Linked DNA regions of Mus musculus: regions 1 and 3 are each linked to region 2. Evidence: chromatin contacts called from public Hi-C and HiChIP or PLAC-seq data. All regions are on one chromosome and are shown on one strand. Each heading gives the region's core, a stretch centred on a gene start, on an enhancer-like site or on the middle of the called end of the contact. The rest is flanking DNA. Distances are from core to core; before and after follow the strand shown. Region 1 has its middle 51 kb from the start of Gm33029. Region 2 holds the start of Sox1ot (Sox1 overlapping transcript). Region 3 has its middle 26 kb from the start of Gm33029.

Region 1 (3,103 bases), core at 303-2,802, 200 kb before region 2:
TGTGAGTGTGCCTGTGTTTCCTGGCTGCCATGGTATGAGCTGTCAGGCTCTGCCATACCCTGCTCACTATCAGGTATTGAGACTTCTAAAGCAGAGGCAATCAACTCCTTCTGCATTGAGTCAGGCATTGCCATAGCAGCAGCTGGTCGGCCCACAGGACCATCAACTTCTGTCACGAGCGGGGAGGCATTGTTGGCAATAGTCAGCACCTCAGGTTCTGAGCAGAGATGACTGTCTGTGCTCTGTCAGTCCCCTAAAGCCTCATTTCAGTGCTCATATGAGAAGCCTGTCTATAGACAAAATCTTACTTCACAATGCCATGTTGTTTAGGATACATCCCAGGCACAGGGCTTGGGGGCAAGTAGGAGTTGGAGGTTGAGCGCTGTAGTACATGTGTCTGATGAGTTGGCATCCCTTCATGGGAGCTGGCACTCCTTAAGCAGGTGTGGCAGGGCTCTTGCAATCTCTCAGCATGTGGTCCAAGAGCAGAGCCTCCTGGGCTGAGAAGATGAGCTGTTAGGCTGAGCCTGCCTGTGACTACATCAACCATTCCAGCTCTCCTGGAGGAGCTAAATATCTCCTTGAGCAGCCACAGGGGGCATTGGTAGAGCTGATTTCCTGATGCCTAAGATGCCCGTTCCCTGGGCTGTTGGGCTGTTAGAGAATGGGCAGTTTTCTTACCTGAAAAGCCTGTGTTCTAGGTGGATGTTCAGAGTGGACGAAAAGCAAGTTAAAATGAACAGACTGGGTGGACCCTAATCCAAGATCACTGGGGTCTGTGAACAAGGGAGGTGTTACAACTGTATCAGGCACAGTAAATGGAAGGTGGTAGAAAGTTCTGGGAGAGAAAGGCATCTGCAAACCACGGAGCAGCATCAGGCAGTTCCACCCTCATTCTGAGACCCTGACCTTAGCGTCTCGCTTCTTGGACTAACATGACAGGCTCCAGCTGCCCTGCAAAACCCAGCTGAGGGCAAACTCAGTGTCACACCTCAGTGCTTTTGGCACAGGGTCAATGAATTGCTTGGCCTCTCAGAAGAACGCATTACAAGTCCTCCAGGAAACACATCTTGGCGGTGATGCTTGCTTTGAGAAATGCCCAGTGTTTAGGATGCTTGCTTGGAGTTGCTGTTGCTTGGAGAAAATGATGATCTTTTGTTGTGACAGCAAGCATAGCATCTCTGGATACAGCAGTGGGACAAGCCTGTGGTCTGTGTGAGCACCGGGCAGTTTCGATAATGGAGCAGGTTGCCTTCATTTCCTCTTCGAGTCTGATCTGTCCTCAGGTTAAGCACGGTCGTATGGAAGCTTCTCTGTTGGCTCTTTCTCGGCCTCTTCTGTCAGTGTTAAAGTGCTCCCTCAATGATCACTTTCAGTTCCATCCCTTGGAAAGCTCCGATAATTAGATTTAAATCATAAGATATGCTAATGCATGCAGATAGTGGCAGGATGAAGATTTCAAAGGCAGCTTAATGTTCTCTTCCCAGGCAGAGACAATGCAGAGCAGTGTAGATAATAGGCTGTGTGCTGTTCCAAGATCCAGGAAGGTTAAATAAGAGGAGCTGAACATCTAGCAGGGGCTTGGTTCAGTGCTCAGGGCTGGGATCACTAGCAAGTTAACAGCTAATTACCTCCAGGTTTTGCAAAGTGCATTCGGATTGTGCTCTGGTTGGTATGATATGCATGTGCCCAATCCTGCCAAACCCTTCCCTACTGCTAGTCTATGGGGGACACATTGTGAGATATCATGGGGACTTTATAAGATCCTTCTCTCAGAGAGTAACTCACAGAAGAGCCAAGTACAGCCATTCAAACATTACTTGTCAAGCCTCATGGTGGTCAAAAGTATGGAAGGGGTTGGGGAAAGGAGTCCATAAAGCAGAGTGTGTGCATGTGTGCATGTGTGCAGAAGGTGGGAGCCAGGCCTGCTGTGGTAATAGCAGTAAGATCCAACTTTGTCCAAATCCTGCTGGTGTCCAGAAAACACATGGTATCGATGTTGCTGGAGTAGACCCTAGTGGGTGCTCCTAGCATGGCTGTGCCTGGGTGAACTGCAAGATTAGGAAGGAGTCCTGGAGATGACCCTGCTGTGTTTGAGAAGGACCTAACAGTCCTTCTCTAACAGTCTCTAACAGTCAGGGTTGTCAACAGTCAGAGTTGTCAACAGGACCTAGGAGACAGGCTTCTGGGCACACCTGGGAGGGTGTTATCCTCCAGATATTCCCACAAAGGAATATCTTGTTTATGTAAATAGATATAGAAAAGCCCATCGTAATAGTGGGTGGAACCATTCCCTAGACCATATAAAATCTGGAGGGTAAGCAGGGTGTATGTAGCCTGCATAAACTCATTACTCTCTACTCTTGACTGTGGATGCAAAGTAACTGGTTCTTTCCAGCTCCTGACAGTTTGACTTCCCCTCCATGGTGACTGTCAACTCGACCTGTAAGCCAAAGGCCAAAAAACCAAACAATACAAAAAGCAAAATGAAACAAAGCAAAACCTCTTTCTTCCTTAAGTTACTTTTGCCTGATATTTTTATCACAGCAATAGAAAGGAAACTAAGGGTGTCTTAGTTTGGGTTTCTATTACTGTGACAAAACACCAAAAGCAAGTTTGGAAGAAAGGATTTATTTGGCTTATACTTCCAGGTAATAGTCCGTTACTGAGGTAAGTCAGGACAGGAACTCACACAGGGCTGGAACCTGGAGGCAGGAGCTGATGCAGAGGCCATGGAGGGTGCTGCTTACTAGTTTGCTTTACATGGCTTACTCAGCCTGCTTTCTTACAGAACCAGGGTCCACCAGCCCAGGGGGTGATGTGTAGCATTTGTCAAGTTGACACAAAATCAGCTAATACATCCTGTCATTTTGATACCAGCTTGGACTCGACATGCGCTCAACCATCTCAGGTGCCACACTGAAGAAGTCCACTCCTGTAAAAAGGTACCTACCTCATAGGTGGTCTTAGTTAGGTTTTTACTACTGTGAACAGACACCATGACCAAGACAAGTCTTATAAAGGGCAACATTTAATTGGGGCTGGCTTACAGTTTCAGAGGTTCAGTCCATTATCATCAAGATGGCAGCAGGGCAGAATCTAG
Region 2 (3,061 bases), core at 408-2,907:
ACCGAAATCGCTCGGTCCGATTAAGAAATAATTTGCAAATGACAAAGTGCTTGCCTAGATTAAGATCCACGGAGGGAGAGTCATGTGGGGTTTTATCCCTGAGGTTAGAGCCAGACACGGATCTGCTGAAAACCTGCAGCTGCGGGGGGAGGGGCGCATGCATTTGTCCAGGAGAGTGTGCTTCAGATAAGTACACACTGCCAGCACCCCGACCGGGTGAGCAAACACTGGTACTGTCACGTGTGCTTTGTTTGTACAATTTTTATACATACATATATATATAAAGTGAACGTCTTTCCTTAGGTTGAGAGTGAATTGTAAATGCTTTGGGAGTTATCATCCCTTTAAGAAAAGAAAGAAAAAAGAAAGTTTGCTCCTGGAACATTTCCTAGGTGTCGCAGAGGGTTTGGGTCTCCAGTCCAAAGTGCTGACACCTTCCTACAGTTAGGGACCAAAGGGGAAAGAGAGACCTGGAAGCGAGGAGAAACTGAAAGCCAGACTTGAGCGGCTGCAGCCGGGCTCCTTCTCAGAGGTTCTCTCCTGAGCTGCATCCCGTCCCGGGCCGTTCACCCTGCTTAGCGGTGGGCTGGTCGGCAGCTCCAGCCTTGCAGAGGCCAGGGTCAGGGACCCGCCAAAGGAGGGGATTACAGAGTGTTGGGAGGGTCGTGCCCCCCCCCCACCCATGCAGACAGGCTGGCCACGCAATGGCTACTGCCCCTGAGAGTCCCGCCCCACTCCCTCTCCCTGTGTGCACCCTGACAGACTCCTGTCTGGGCGACTTTCTTTTTCTTTTTCTTTTTTTCTTTTCTTTCCTTTTTCTTCGTCTTGTCTTTTTTAACCTGAGAGCTTTGTGTTCACACACTGATCCTTAGACTCTGTCTTTCCTTCTGTTGCTGCCCTTGGTAGAGCGAGCACTGGAGGGGGGTGGGGTTGAGGAGCGCATCGTAGGAGGGGGGAAACCTGCCCTCGCTGCTCCGGGGGAGGCCTGGCGCAGCGCCCACGTCCAAGGTGTCCCCTCGGCGAGACAACAAAGCTCCAGCCGAGAGCAGAGCTGAAAAAAACCCACTGCGAGGACGCGGTGGGGGCGGAGGGGGCGCGCGGCTCAGATCCCGCGCAATGACCGCGCTGACTCAGGAGTGCGGGTGGGGGCGTCCCTCCTGCAAGAGGTAGGGAAAGCCGGAAAGCCGCTCCAGGTGACAGTCGCCGCCCGTGGGATGCCACAAGTGACTGCTGACAGGGATAGGGGGTGCCATCGTCTCTGGAGGAGGGGGAGGAATCCCTATGGTCCAAGGGTCCCGAACCTCTGCGGTCGGGCCAGCGGGAGGGGCGGCGGGCGCCGGCGAATAGGGAGCGGCGGGGACCCGGCTGGGGAGCGGCTAGAGGAGGGCGAGCAGCGGCTCCACCTCCCCGCTCGGCTCGGCGTCCCAGCTGCTCGCGAAGCAACGGCTCCCTTCTATTCACTGCCGAGCAGGAACAAAAACGCGGCTATTTATTAGAATACTTGTTTGGTATTGTTCAGTGCCACACAAAAGGCGCTTCATTATGTGGCGGGATCCCCCTTTTCCAGAGAGAAACAATAACCTGAAATTGTCTTGCGAGTCTTTTCTATCAATAATAAATTTCATTTTCTTGTCTCTCTCGCCTGCAGTGTGTGCGTCTGCGAGTGTGTGTGCCGAACGAGGAGCAAGGAGCTTGTGCGAGCGAGTGTGCGAGCGGGGGTGCGCGTGTGAGTGTGCGTGCGCGTGGCGCGGGCGCCGTCGCTGCTCGGAGCCTGGCCGGGCCGGGGTCCGCGGGCTTCAGCGCGTGCGCTTGGCCTGCGGGGAGCCCAGGTCCCACGCGGCCCGCAACCAGACAGGGCTGCGAAGGTGCAGGCGGGCCAAGCGCTGCGGACCCGGCGGGCTGCAGGAAGAACTAACTGTAAGTGTGTCTCGAACTCGCGCGCGGGGGCTCCACCGGCCGAGCAGGGATTGGTGGCGGGAGAGGCGCAAGGATGGACGCGGGTCTCCATCGATACTTTCCGGGAGGTTGTGCAGGGTGCTCGCAACCTGCTGGCCTCTGTGGAGAGTGGCCCGGTAAGGGGGGGGGGATGAGCTTCCGAGCGGTCTCGCGGGTCCATTGGTCATTTTCTTATCTGTAAGTTCACTCCTCCCCGGTCCTTAGCCTTTCGGATTGGCCACCGCCCAACGGCCCAACGCCTTGTCTAGGTGGATCGCCCTTCAAGATGGAGAAGAAGGGAGATCGAGCCCTGTGGCTACGGGGGCAAGATTTAGTGGGTGGCGGTACTCCTTCAGGTCGCCTGCCTCCGCCCCGCCCCCGGCCCTACCGAGGCCAGGCTGCGGGCTCTTTGCCACCACCCGAGGCAGCATCGAGAACTAAACCCACGGGTTGAAATTACCTTCAAAAAATTAACATGTTGAAGCGTGTGCCACTTAGTGAGAGGTGTTTTGGGCAAAGAATCAATTTTACTTTGACTGACCGACAGACTTGACTGTATTAATTCTGCTACAAAAAAAAAAAAAATCAATCAGCCGGGAGCCCTCTACTCGCAGAGTGCCTTTGGACCCGGTCCCTGCCCAGAAGCCGCACTGGCGCGGTGGAGGTCGTGCGCCGGCGAGAGGAGGACTCCCGCAGTCTGATCTTGAGGACTGCACGCCTCGAGGGCCCTCCCTAGGTAGGGGTGACCCTGGCATAAAGGCCCAGCCTAGGTGGTGGCGTCCTCCCTCGTCAAACGCACCATTAGGGTTTGGTTTGGGTTTTTGTTGTTGTTGTTGTTGTTTTTGTTTTTTGTTTTTAGTTAAACTTGTGCACACTCAGAAGTCTCTAGGACACCGCTGACCACCCTCATCTGCACCCTCTTTTACCCAGTTCCAGTAGCAGGCAGACGGAAGTAGTCAGCGTCTTTCAGAGGTGAAATGGATTTTCGGCACGGGCTAGAGTCGATGAGCGAGCAAGGCGGACAGACACATCATCGACCTAGGCAGGGACCAGACAGGCCGCCTCCACTGGCAGGAAACAGGTGTTTGAAGGCGATAGAGGCCTCCAGTCAATTAACCCATTAAAG
Region 3 (3,244 bases), core at 618-3,117, 170 kb before region 2:
AAGCCCATGGGTAGGGCTGTCTCATGAAACATAGGTATACATATTGTAGACATGGTGTCAGCCAAGACTTTGCCATAAAGATTCCCCAAGGAAAAAAAGTAACCAAAGCAACCAGGGCCAAGATGCTCACTACAGACTGTGGCCAGGCCAGCTTTGTGGTTACAGCTGCTCTGTGGAAAAAGGACAGCTCAAGTCACACACAGACAAGGTCTCTGTGACCAGAAAGCAAGAGAGGTGGCTATTGCTTTGGCGGGCGGAATGAAGGAGTGTGCACATGTTCATTAGAGCGGTGGCATGCACGTATGTGCTGCTATCTGGGGTCCAGCTCACCACATTGTCCTTAGGGAGCCTGGGCTCAGAGTGCAGAAGGTCTAGGCGCAAGCGCCTGTCACTCACCACGATTAAGCTGGAAGTGGGATCTTCTAAGAGGAGGAATTAGAGCTGCCTCTGCTCTGAGCGCTGAGGTGATCGGAGATGATGGAGTGTGTGGGATGACCTCTGTCCCCTATGTGATGGTCACCTCCCACACCTCTGCATGTATTTGTTTGTTTGTTTTAAGAATTATTTGTGTGTATGTATGTGTGTTTGTGTGTGTTACATACACTTGTTTTGAGTTCTCCCAGGAAGACCAGAGGCATCAAATCCCCTGGAGCTGAAGTTACAGGAGGTTGAGACCTGTGCTGGGAACCAAAATCAGGTCCTGCGCAAGAGAAGTTCAGGGTTTTACCCACTGAGCAACCCGTCTCTCTAGCACCCCTCCCTTCCCAATCTGGTTGTAACAATGTAGCTTTTGTTCTGCGGCTCTTCTGAACTACGGAGGGGACCCTGTTGAGGAATCCCCGTTCACAGACAGGCTGTGGACATTGAAATCCTTCCCTCCTCTCAGGCTCAGGGCTCACATCCACAGCCCAAATCTGAACTGTTTCTTCAACTCTGGTCCTTCAGGGGCGGGGCAGCATCCATCTTTTCTGGTCTCCCATAACACAGGCTAGCAGTGGAGCGGGTCAGCAGTGGTCCTGTGAGCAAACTTATCCCCTACCCTAGTGGTACTTGGGGTGAGGGATGCGGAAGTTCTCAGGACCACTGACAGGGGAGTCCTTCCCATACTTCAGTAGATCCAGCTGGTCCTGTGGTTTTCCAGCACCACCTCAGTTATCCAGAATTGCTCAGGCAACAGCTACATAGTTTAAACCAGTGTCAGCGGAGGGAGACTGGAGCAGTGGTTCAGCCGCTTTGAAAAGTCATTTCTGTAAGATTCCAGGATTGTCGCAAAGAGACCCTCCCTTCCAGAAGCAGTCCAGTGCTCCATGGTTACTCTGGGCAACACAACTGTCTGACCCTTGGTCGCTTGCCCTCTGGATGGGAGCTAGTAGCATGGATGGTGTGGGTGGGTAGACCCTTGCTCCACCTATCCCTTGCTCGTCCTAAGTGCTGTGAACATGGGCTGTGCATTCCACTCTGACTCCAGGAAGCATCCCTTCACTCTGCTCTTTTCTGTTGAAGTGTGACACTCAAATTTGAGGTGGGAGCAGAGATCAACAGCCCCTGTCAGCCGCTGTCAACCCAGGTGTGACAGTGCCGTCTTCCTAAATTGCTGCTAATCTTCCGGAGCCCCCCTCTCCCCGCACCCTCCATCTCCATGTTTGCTCACATCCCGTTAACACTTGAAATTTCGTTAACACTTGAAATTTCCCCTCCGAGGTGTCACCGTTTGCCATTTAGTGAGCAAGCGAGCGGGAAGAACGGGGAGAGGAGCCCGAGCCCCGGATTTGGGGAACTGGAAAAAAGCTGATTAGCTATTCAGGGAGGATAATCTTATTGAGAGAGCAGGAGCTGTATAAAGAATGCCTCTCCCTTCCCAGTAACAATCTTCTAATTATGTTGTCAGGCTCGCTGTTCAGTTCTCCCCCGTGACGCCAAGAGACCCGCTTCTATGTTAAGAAAGAGATTTCCTCTCTCTGATGCTGTTTGCCGATTTTTTTCTCCTCTTATTATTATTGTTTAAAGACTCTGTGTGTATTAAAGCAAACATTAAAACATGATTCATGCACAATGTAATCAGGACTGAGGGGGCACTTGGGCCTCCATGGAAGTGGGAAAGAAGGGGTGCCCCGAGGGGTGCTCAGGAGCCCAGGAGTTAAGTGGGTGTGTGTGTGTGTGTGTGTGGAGATTTTACGATTTTAGGCAGGCATGCAGCTTTTGCGTGGCAGGGGAATACGGTAGCAAGGGGATGCAGGTCAGGAGGGGAGGTGGGAAGCTGCCACAGTACAGACGTCACCAGCTCATTGGTTCTTTTCGCTGTGCGTTATGCTCTCCCACACCCTACTCTGATTAAAGGGGAAGAAGCTCAGGCTGTCAGGTCCGAGATCTGACGCTCCCACTCCCACCTCTGGCAGAAGCATGTTAGAGGGCAGGAAGACCGTGAGTAGAACAGGAAGAAAAGACTTCAGAGTCTGTCTTTATAGCTCAGGTGAACAGTGAGTTTAATTAGGCCCGAACACAGGAGCACAGACAACTTGAAAGCATCCGTATCCCAAAGGAAAATGTCTCAGTAACTAGTACCTGCTTTTGTATCCCTGGGGCAGGGCCTCATGCTTACTCCTCCCCATGGGGGAACGTTAGTATCCCTGGTCTTATACAAGTCTACTGCAGCCATTTGTGTTGCTGAGAGTTTAAGGGGGCCATTCCACACCAGCCTTCTACAGCAGTCTGAGCCAGCACAGCTCCTCGTACTTGTGACACTGACTGGGGTGGGGGTGGGGTGGCATAGAACATTCTGGAACTATCATGGAAGAAACAGAGGTGGCCTGGATGTACAGAAAGTGTGTGCATCCTCCAGATATCTGTACTTCTCCAGATAACTGGCGTTAGGGAGAGAGGCCTGCAGGCCCTGCCCTCAAAGCCGAAAAGGAGGTATGGTCTGAGAACCACAGAGGCAAAATGGCTTCGTCTTCCTGCCAGGTGGGGTGAGAGGAGTCAGGACAGCAGACAAGTCTACCCTGTGAGTTGTGTAGCCCCCTGCTTCTGTCAGGCAGGTACGTGGTCCCCAGTTCAGTCTGGTCCTCAGCTAATTCCCAGAGCCACTGTCCACCGAAGGCTGTAGAAGACATAAAGGAAATAAGTATGAGCAAATGTACTCTTTGTTCTAAGAAGTAAGATGGCTTCACAGGAAGGTTCTGGATGGGCAGTTAGTACCCACAAGTACTGAGGTGGCCCTTTGCACCTGGGAGGGGACAAGCCAGTG

The links. Hi-C and Micro-C count contacts between places; a contact is called where the count stands out from the background. HiChIP or PLAC-seq counts read pairs in DNA pulled down with a chosen protein or histone mark.
Region 1: a Hi-C map of cortical neurons shows a contact between it and region 2, with 2.5 times the contacts expected there. The contact joins the enhancer-like site here to the promoter of Sox1ot in region 2. A contact is called at or near these places in 8 of 484 Hi-C or Micro-C datasets (cerebral cortex, cortical neurons, embryonic cerebral cortex and 1 more), 12 of 115 datasets of contacts at active chromatin or transcription factors (craniofacial prominence, embryonic basal ganglia, embryonic forebrain and 8 more) and 1 of 9 other capture datasets (embryonic stem cells).
Region 3: an H3K4me3 HiChIP or PLAC-seq map of embryonic forebrain shows a contact between it and region 2, with 4 times the contacts expected there. The contact joins the enhancer-like site here to the promoter of Sox1ot in region 2. A contact is called at or near these places in 4 of 39 promoter capture datasets (cranial neural crest, hippocampal neurons, liver and 1 more), 4 of 484 Hi-C or Micro-C datasets (embryonic fibroblasts, embryonic stem cells, myocytes and 1 more), 8 of 115 datasets of contacts at active chromatin or transcription factors (SST interneurons, craniofacial prominence, embryonic basal ganglia and 5 more) and 1 of 9 other capture datasets (embryonic stem cells).

What each region holds. Positions count from the first base shown.
Region 1 is chr8:12,187,664-12,190,766 of GRCm38.p6, forward strand. No RefSeq gene overlaps it. Among named protein-coding and RNA genes, the nearest start is that of Gm33029, 51 kb to the right of the region's middle. Within about 2 kb of position 1,553, at least 7 of the 459 cell types and tissues checked have an H3K27ac peak or open chromatin away from gene starts, as enhancers often do. A contact at or near this core is called in cortical neurons, where this site is marked.
Region 2 is chr8:12,384,114-12,387,174 of GRCm38.p6, forward strand. It overlaps Sox1ot (Sox1 overlapping transcript), which reads left to right and starts at 1,658. Exons shown (of 8, transcript NR_027975.2): 1 at 1,658-1,917.
Region 3 is chr8:12,212,579-12,215,822 of GRCm38.p6, forward strand. No RefSeq gene overlaps it. Among named protein-coding and RNA genes, the nearest start is that of Gm33029, 26 kb to the right of the region's middle. Within about 2 kb of position 1,868, at least 18 of the 459 cell types and tissues checked have an H3K27ac peak or open chromatin away from gene starts, as enhancers often do. A contact at or near this core is called in SST interneurons, embryonic basal ganglia, embryonic forebrain and 1 more, where this site is marked.